2 separate regions of the Sus scrofa genome follow, and region 2 is linked to region 1. A link is a contact called in public HiChIP or PLAC-seq data. All regions are on one chromosome and are shown on one strand. The core of a region is the stretch at or near the end of the contact, and the rest is flanking DNA. Distances in the headings are between cores, read along the strand shown.

Region 1 (3,703 bases), core at 720-3,219:
TTGACCCTGGGTTACGGATCCAGCATTGCTGCAGCTATGGTGCAGGTTGGATCCAGCATTGCTGCCACTGTGGAGCAGGTTGCAACTTCAGCTTAGATCCGATCCCTGGCGCAGGAACTTCCATATGCCCTGGGGCAGCCGAGAGAGAGAGAGAGAGAGAGAGAGAGAGAGAGAGAGAGAGAGAGAGAGAGAGCGAGAGAGTGAGAGCGAGAGAGTGAGAGCGAGAGAGAGAGAGAAAGAAAGAAAGAAAGAAAGAAAGAAAGAAAGAAAGAAAGAAAGAAAGAAAGAAAGAAAGAAAGAAAGAAAGATATGGTGACCAATCAGTACTGGTTTTAGTACTGAAAGTTGTATTGCAGGAGCCTCCTCAGTCTTGGGCAAACCAGGGCAGCTGGTCACCCAGTCTGAGAGCTACTACATGGCAGCAGGCCCACGCAAGCCAGAAACCCAAGGATCATGGCTCCAAGCCTGGGAACGTCCGGATGCCTCGGGTGTGGCCTTAAAAAAAAAAAAAAAAAAAAATCCAAAGCTCATTCAAGCAAGAGGAGATACAATTTGCAAAAAAGAGAAATGGATACCTACTTAACCTTCCTAGTTATCAAGGAAATGTAAAAATATAACAAGTGAGTAAATGTTTCAAATAATATTAATAATCACACCAGTTTTGGGAAACTGTACACTCATCTCTTGGTGACACTGGTGAAAGCACCCAGTGAAATACAGCTTGGCTATTAAACCCAGCAAGTTTACGTAGCAACATGGAAACATGCTTCTAGGGGAGGCTGAGTGAGAACAGAATCAGGCCCTGCTGTGTTTACCACAACCAAACATTTTTGCATAAATGTCATCAGGGCCTGGACAAGGATTTGGAAAAATAAAAACATCTGATGTGTTTTAAGGAAAATTGTGGTGTTTTTTTTGCTGTTTTTTTCTGCGGTCTATTGTTGCGGTTTCATTCGTTTGTGTAATAAATGCGAAGAAAGGCCAACACCCCGAAATGACCCACTTTTCTGTCTTTAGCAGGCATGCGGCTCAGGACCAACTCTGCCCCTCCTAACTGGCTGGGGCGGCTGGGGACTGAGCCGGTCTCCTTCCCTCGAGCCCCACCTCCCGCTGGGTTCCTCCCCTCCCTCCCGTGGTCCCTCATCTGCCTCCACCAGCCGTCTGGGGTCGTAGTTCGGGGCCTTGAGGGGGAGAAAGGACCCATCAGGCTGGGTGCTCACTCCACGTGCCTGACAGCCAGTTGCCACGAAAGCAAGATTTTGAATCCAGCACTTTGATTTCCTCTTTCTAGTTTCTCTGTTTGCAAGAGGCCAACAGGGCAATGGCAGCCTGGGTGAGGTTCAAGAGGCCTGAACTGCCTCAAACTATTGGAAGAGAGGGAGTCCCTGTTGTGGCTCAGCAGGTTATGAACCTGGCTAGTATCCATGAGGATGCGGGTTCGATCCACGGCCTCGCTCATCAGGTTAAGGATCCAGCGTTGCCGTGGGCTGTGGTATAGGTCTCGGATGTGGCTTAGGTCCTGCGTGGCTGTGGCTGTGGTGTAGGTTGGCAGCTGCAGCTCTGATTCCACCCCTAGCCTGGGAACCTCCATATGCTGTGGGTGCAACTTTAAAAAGACAGTTAATTAATTAATTAAAAAATAAAATTATTGGAACAGAGATGACGAGGTAGGTAATTTTCTAGGTAATCTGGTACCTCATAAGAGAGATAGGAGAGAGGAGGACAAAATACCAGTATGTCCTGCCAGCTGTGGGAGGGAAGATGGAAACCCCAGGTTTGGATGTTACATCAGCCAGCCTCTAGCTCAACCTTCCATTGTACAGCCAGAGAAACTGAGGTCAAGAAGTGAAATGACACACCCGCTGCAAGTTGTTAGTCCTGGTGCCAGCTCAGGCCTGGGTTTCTCCACCCCGCACCGGCCAGCTTCAGCAGCCGCAGCTGTCTCTCTGGCCTGCCAAAGGGACGGAAATTTCTGTCATGCATGAGTCAGCCATTCTCTTTGGGAGTGGCATTCTGATCTGAGGAAGTCGAGCTAAATAGTAGTTCAATTTCCTGAAAGCGGTAACTCAGGAACTCACTGCTGGCCAGGCTGGATCACTTTGTCTAAAGGTCTAGCCATAAACTAGGCCCTGGCGGAGATGTGGACAAAGAAAGGATAGATTTTTGATGGCCAAGGAGGGACCAGGGAGAGAAGCCCAGGGTGGCTGGACACAGACGCTAGAGGGGAGGGATGCGGATGTTGGGATCAGCCCATGGTTGTGGGTGCAAGAAGACAGAGTGGGCGTGGGGCTGGGGGGCACATCCCAGGCATCTCTTCCTTGTTCTTATGAACTGGAGACGGGCACTTGCCATCTGCCTCTACAACGATTGACTCCTGAGCCACTGCAGCTGCTGACTCTCAACAGCCTCTGAAAGGAGCTCAGGGTGGGGATCAGGAGTGAGGGACTCTGGGAAAACTGGCAGGACAGGTCTTCAGAGAGTTAAGTATTTTCAGAAGATTTTATGAGCCCAATCCTTGCATCTCCTCACATCTAGAAAAGCACTGAAATCTTTCATGGTGACGTCTGCTCCTCGTGATTAGCAGTTACCTTCACGAGACTAGCAGCGACCTTCTGCAAAATGCATGCTTGATTACACGTACCTCCTTGCTTCACCCAAATCACATATATTGAGCTCCCCTCTCTTTGGGGTGTTTTTTTTTCCGGAGCTCTCAGAAATGCTGTCTCCTGGGCTATAGTCCTCATTTTGCTCCAGATAAAACTTAATTCATAGCTCTCATATTGTATACTTTTTTTTCTTTTTTTTTTTTTTTTTTTTTGCTGCCCCATAGCATATGGAGTTCCCAGGCCAGGGATCAGATTTGAGCCACAGGTGCCACCTAAGCCGCAGCTGTGCCAGGCTGGGGATTGAACCTTGGTCTCAAGACACCACTGATCCTGTTGCACCACAGCAGGAACTCCTCATGTTGTGTACTTTTTTGAGTTGACATTCTAAAGTGCAATCTTGGGCAAGTCTTTCTGAGAATTGGTTTCCCTTTTCATAAAATAGGGTAACAACACCTGCCCTCACTCCCAACAATTGAGAGGGTCAAAGGAGACAAGGTCATAGCACTTTACAAGGTGAAAGCCATCTGGTGCTGGCTGGGCCAGAGAAGACCCATGTCCAGTCCAATGGCACATGGCGCATCAGGGGCCCATCTGTGGCCACAACCATCTCCAGACTCCAGTCCAAGTGTCTGACGATGGGAAGTTCTCAGATAACTGCCAAAGTGCTTATGGTTCATACTGGACCAAGGCAATCATCCCAAGTGGTCCAGGCAGCAAGGTTTGCTGATGTGCTGGATGCAGGTCTGTGCCTAGAAATTGCTGATCTCGAGAGCCGTCCTTCTGCTTCCAGGTCCCAAATGTCCATCCTTCTGCTTCACTGTAGACTGAGCAGCATTTCCCGTGCTCTGTGGGTAGAAGGGCCCAGTTCCTTCTGGCACACAGACTCCAGGACACGGTGGGAAACGGAGCACCAGGAGGAGGATGTGAAGCCAAAGTGAAAGGAGAGCTGGAGGTTTGCGCAAAAGCAACGGGGCAGGAGGTCCCATCGCGGCTCAGCGGAAACGAATCTGAATAGCATCCATGAGGACACAGGTTCGATCCCTGGCCTTGCTCAGTGGGTTAAAGATCTGGCGTTGCCATGAGCTGTGGTGTAGGTC
Region 2 (3,703 bases), core at 615-3,114, 120 kb before region 1:
ATATTCCTTTGTCCCTTCCAGCTAATGCCATGTGAGAACCACCTTTGTGGGGGGCCATCTTCATTCTAGGTAGGATATGCCACTTCATATATCTACGTCTGGGCTTTGGGGCTATAGTCAGACAGAAGCTGCTGGAGTCTGTGTGCATGTTTTCTGCATTGGGATAGAAGCCTTAATCTCCTGGCTAAACTAGGGAAACCACGCCGGCTCTCTTCAGGCCTTTCCCAGAAAGCTGATCTTGACCATGACAAGGTCCGTTATCAGATTCTCAGCCTTCCTTGACGTCTAGGGAGGTGACAAACCTATGGCAGGTTTCCCTCCCCAGCCCTTCCTTTCCAGCAAATTTGGATGGAACTCACCCAAGGGCCTCCAAGCCCTACCCTAATTCCTGGTTTCTTTTCTTTCTTCATAGGACCCCCCCCAGATACCAGGACCCGTAAACATTTGGAGGATGCTGAGCATTTGGCCCAAATGGAGGAAGGTTAGCCTGAATCGGCGTTGCTTAGAGCTGTGCAGAGCGATGAGAGCCACGAGCAAGATTTTCCCCTCTTCCCTCAGGAGAGAGTAGATCTGGGCTCTGCGTGGCATAAAGTCTCTGGTGAGACGCCTGTGCCACAGGCATCTGCGAGGCGAAACAGGGAAGGAGGACTCTTGTCTGGTGATGGGTTCTGAGAAGTGCTTAGTCATGTTTTCTCAAAGCACAGAAATGTCCAGCACATTCCTTGGGGTCCAGTTTTCTCCATCACAGACCAGTGCCCCAGGGAGGATGGAGCAATGCTGATGAATTACAAACGCGCTCCGCGTGTCTAAAAGCAGATTCTTCAGCCAGAGCTCCGTTCAGCACTTCCACTCAGCACTCAGTAACGGACGGGGTCTGCAGGCAGTTCTTTTTTTAGATGAATGTTGGAAGCACGCCTCTGGCATAATTACTACCTGCACTCCCCTCAATTCAAGGTCTTGCTCTTATACATGCAGAGACAGGCTCTGGTCAAGAAAGGCTGTGTTGGTTTCCTGGTTTTTGTCTGAATTCCCTAGCAGACAGACTCCAGAGAGAGGAGAATTTTTTTTTTTTTTTTTGCTGCACCCAAGGCATATGGAAGTTCCCAGGCTAGGGGTCAACTTGGAGCTACAGCTGCCAGCCTACGCCACAGCCACAACAATGCAGGATCCAAGCCACATCTGTGACCTACACCACAGCTCATGGCAATGCCAGATCACCGACCCACTGAGCAAGGCCAGGGATCAAACCCGCATCCTCCTGGATACAAGTGGAGTTTGTTTCTGCTGTGCCACAACGGGAATTCCAAAAGAAATGTTCTGAAATGCTGTGATCCCACCCAGAAAGCCTGCCCTTCCTCCAGGTGCATTTGCCTCCAGGTGAGGTGCAGCCTCCTCAGTCACATCAGTGCCATCGAATGGCCTGCCCACTCACTGGTCCCACAAGCTCCCCAAGTCTGGCATTTTCAGTCTGCTGGCAGGACCCAAATCCACCGCTTGGAGGGAGAGTCACCACGTTCTACCCTCTGGCCAACAAAGCCAGCCCTCTGCCCCCATGGCAGCCTGCCTGCCTGCGAGACGTTTAAATGCTGTCTACACCTGTGACTTCATCCTCCAAGCCCCAGACCTGGTTTTTCCAGGCAAACCTGAGCCGAGGGGGACATGGAGAGTTGGGAAGCAGCTGGGGTAAGGAGAGTAGCTGTTGGCTTCCAGGCTTCCCGTCTCCCCCTCCTCCAAAAAAAATATGAAATCTCAGGCATCCCAATTCTAATATTTAAATTCCACCAACAGGGGTCGCCCTTGGACACAGAGCCTGAAGCTGGCATCTAAAAAGGGAAATTCCCAGCCTCCTGCCCTTGAGCCAAATTTCCAGGACTCATAACTGCTCAGTTCCTGTTTTGCTGGTTGCAGATGAGGTTGCCCAGCTGAGAAGAGACAAGTCCTCACTTTTCTGGTGAGTGGAGGTATGCATTGGAATTTGGGCTGGGAAATCAAGGAACACTGGCCAAGCCGTCAGGAGCTCTGAAAATGGATTTCTACATCTCCTCCTGCAATGTCATCACCATACAGAAAGAACATTCTTTCCTGTGTTTTTTCCTCTCTCAAATACTTGTAAACTTGTCTGTGTGCACATGGTATTTCCATAGCACATGGTTCTTTTTTGCAAATGCAAAAATTGTTTGTGTTCTTTGCAAAAGAACCCATACTTGGAAATTTCGGAAAGTGAGCAAAGGCGAAATCACCTAATTGCAAACATAATGTATTACATTACAAAAAGCTCAGTAAAACATAGAAAAGCACAAAGGAAAAATATCACTTCTACTCACAGATCATCTCTAGGAACTCATCATATATGATCAAGTGTTTTTCCATGTATAAGTTACATATACAGCTGTACAAATTCATACAGGTATGTATGTATTCCACAAGTAGTTCAATGTTTAGCTCAAAATCCTTCTCCTCCACCAGCGTGCACCTTCTAGGAGAATGGGGTCAGTCTCCAAAGTTCACCTACAGTGGCTCCTACAGTATCCAGCATAGAGTTGACATGTAGGAGGTGTTTACATTATAAGGCTGCACCTGCAGCACATGGAAGTTCCGGGGCTAGGGGTCAAATCAGAGTCGAAGCAACACTAGATCCAAGCTGCGTCTATGACCTACACCACAGCTCACAGCAACACCAGATCCTTAACCCACTGAGCAAAGCCAGGGATTCAGCCCGAATCCTCATGGACACTATGTCAGGTTCTTAACCTGCTGAGCCACCACAGGAACCCCAGATGAACATTTTTAATTAAAATAACATATTCATACATGAGTTCATGGAATAATAAACCCAGATGATTCATACACATTTGAAAAGAGGCTCAACTTTGCCCATAGACAAAGAAATGAAAACGAATGCTATGTTGAAATCCCTATCAGACTGGAAAAACCCAAACATTTGCTGATACCACTTTTTTGGGGTTGGGGTGAGGATGGAGAACAGAGGTTGCCTCATACCTTGCTGATGAAAACTCAACTTGGTACAACCTCTGAGCGCAGTTTGCCAAGATTTTTGAAAATGTGTATAATGTTGGACTCAGCAATTCCACTTACAGGAATTTATCCTATAGACAGAATTGCACAATGTGTGAAATGACATGTGCAGTGTTATACATCGAAGCCCTATTTGTCATCACAAAAAAACTGAAAACATCCTATGTGCCTAGTAGTAGGGCTACCTAACTTTTGCTACATTTATATGGTTGCGTACTGTGCACCTATTTTTTTTAAAGAATAAGGATCAGGGAGTTCCCATCATGGCTCAGTGGTTAACGAACCTGACTACTAGCATCCATGAGGATGCGGGTTTGATCCCTGGCCTCGCTCAGTGGGTTAAGCATCCAGCCTTGTCGTGAGCTGTGGTGTAGGTCGCAGACTCGGCTCAGATCCTGTGTTACTGTGGCTGTGGTGTAGGCTGGTGGCTACAACTCTGATTTGACCCCTAGCCTGGGAACCTCCATATGCCGAGGGTGTAGCCCTAAAAAAAAAAGGCCAAAAAAAAAAAAAAAAAAGAATAATATAATGATCAGTTTTAGTTTTACGTATTAAAATGGAAAGTCAAAGTGTAAATCAGTATATATAGCAAACCATCATTTGTCCAAAAGGGGAAAGTAAAAGGAGTATATATTTGCATTTACTTACAGATATAAGAAATCACCTT

What was found. HiChIP or PLAC-seq counts read pairs in DNA pulled down with a chosen protein or histone mark.
Region 2: a contact with region 1 is called in an H3K27ac HiChIP or PLAC-seq map of alveolar macrophages. The contact joins two enhancer-like sites. A contact is called at or near these places in 3 of 47 Hi-C or Micro-C datasets (brain, embryonic fibroblasts and epiblast stem cells) and 1 of 2 datasets of contacts at active chromatin or transcription factors (alveolar macrophages).

The regions. Positions count from the first base shown.
Region 1 is chr7:49,498,642-49,502,344 of Sscrofa11.1, reverse strand. No RefSeq gene overlaps it. Among named protein-coding and RNA genes, the nearest start is that of ABHD17C, 40 kb to the left of the region's middle. Within about 2 kb of position 1,969, at least 7 of the 83 cell types and tissues checked have an H3K27ac peak or open chromatin away from gene starts, as enhancers often do. A contact at or near this core is called in alveolar macrophages, where this site is marked.
Region 2 is chr7:49,616,787-49,620,489 of Sscrofa11.1, reverse strand. No RefSeq gene overlaps it. Among named protein-coding and RNA genes, the nearest start is that of CEMIP, 3.9 kb to the left of the region's middle. Within about 2 kb of position 1,864, at least 7 of the 83 cell types and tissues checked have an H3K27ac peak or open chromatin away from gene starts, as enhancers often do. A contact at or near this core is called in alveolar macrophages, where this site is marked.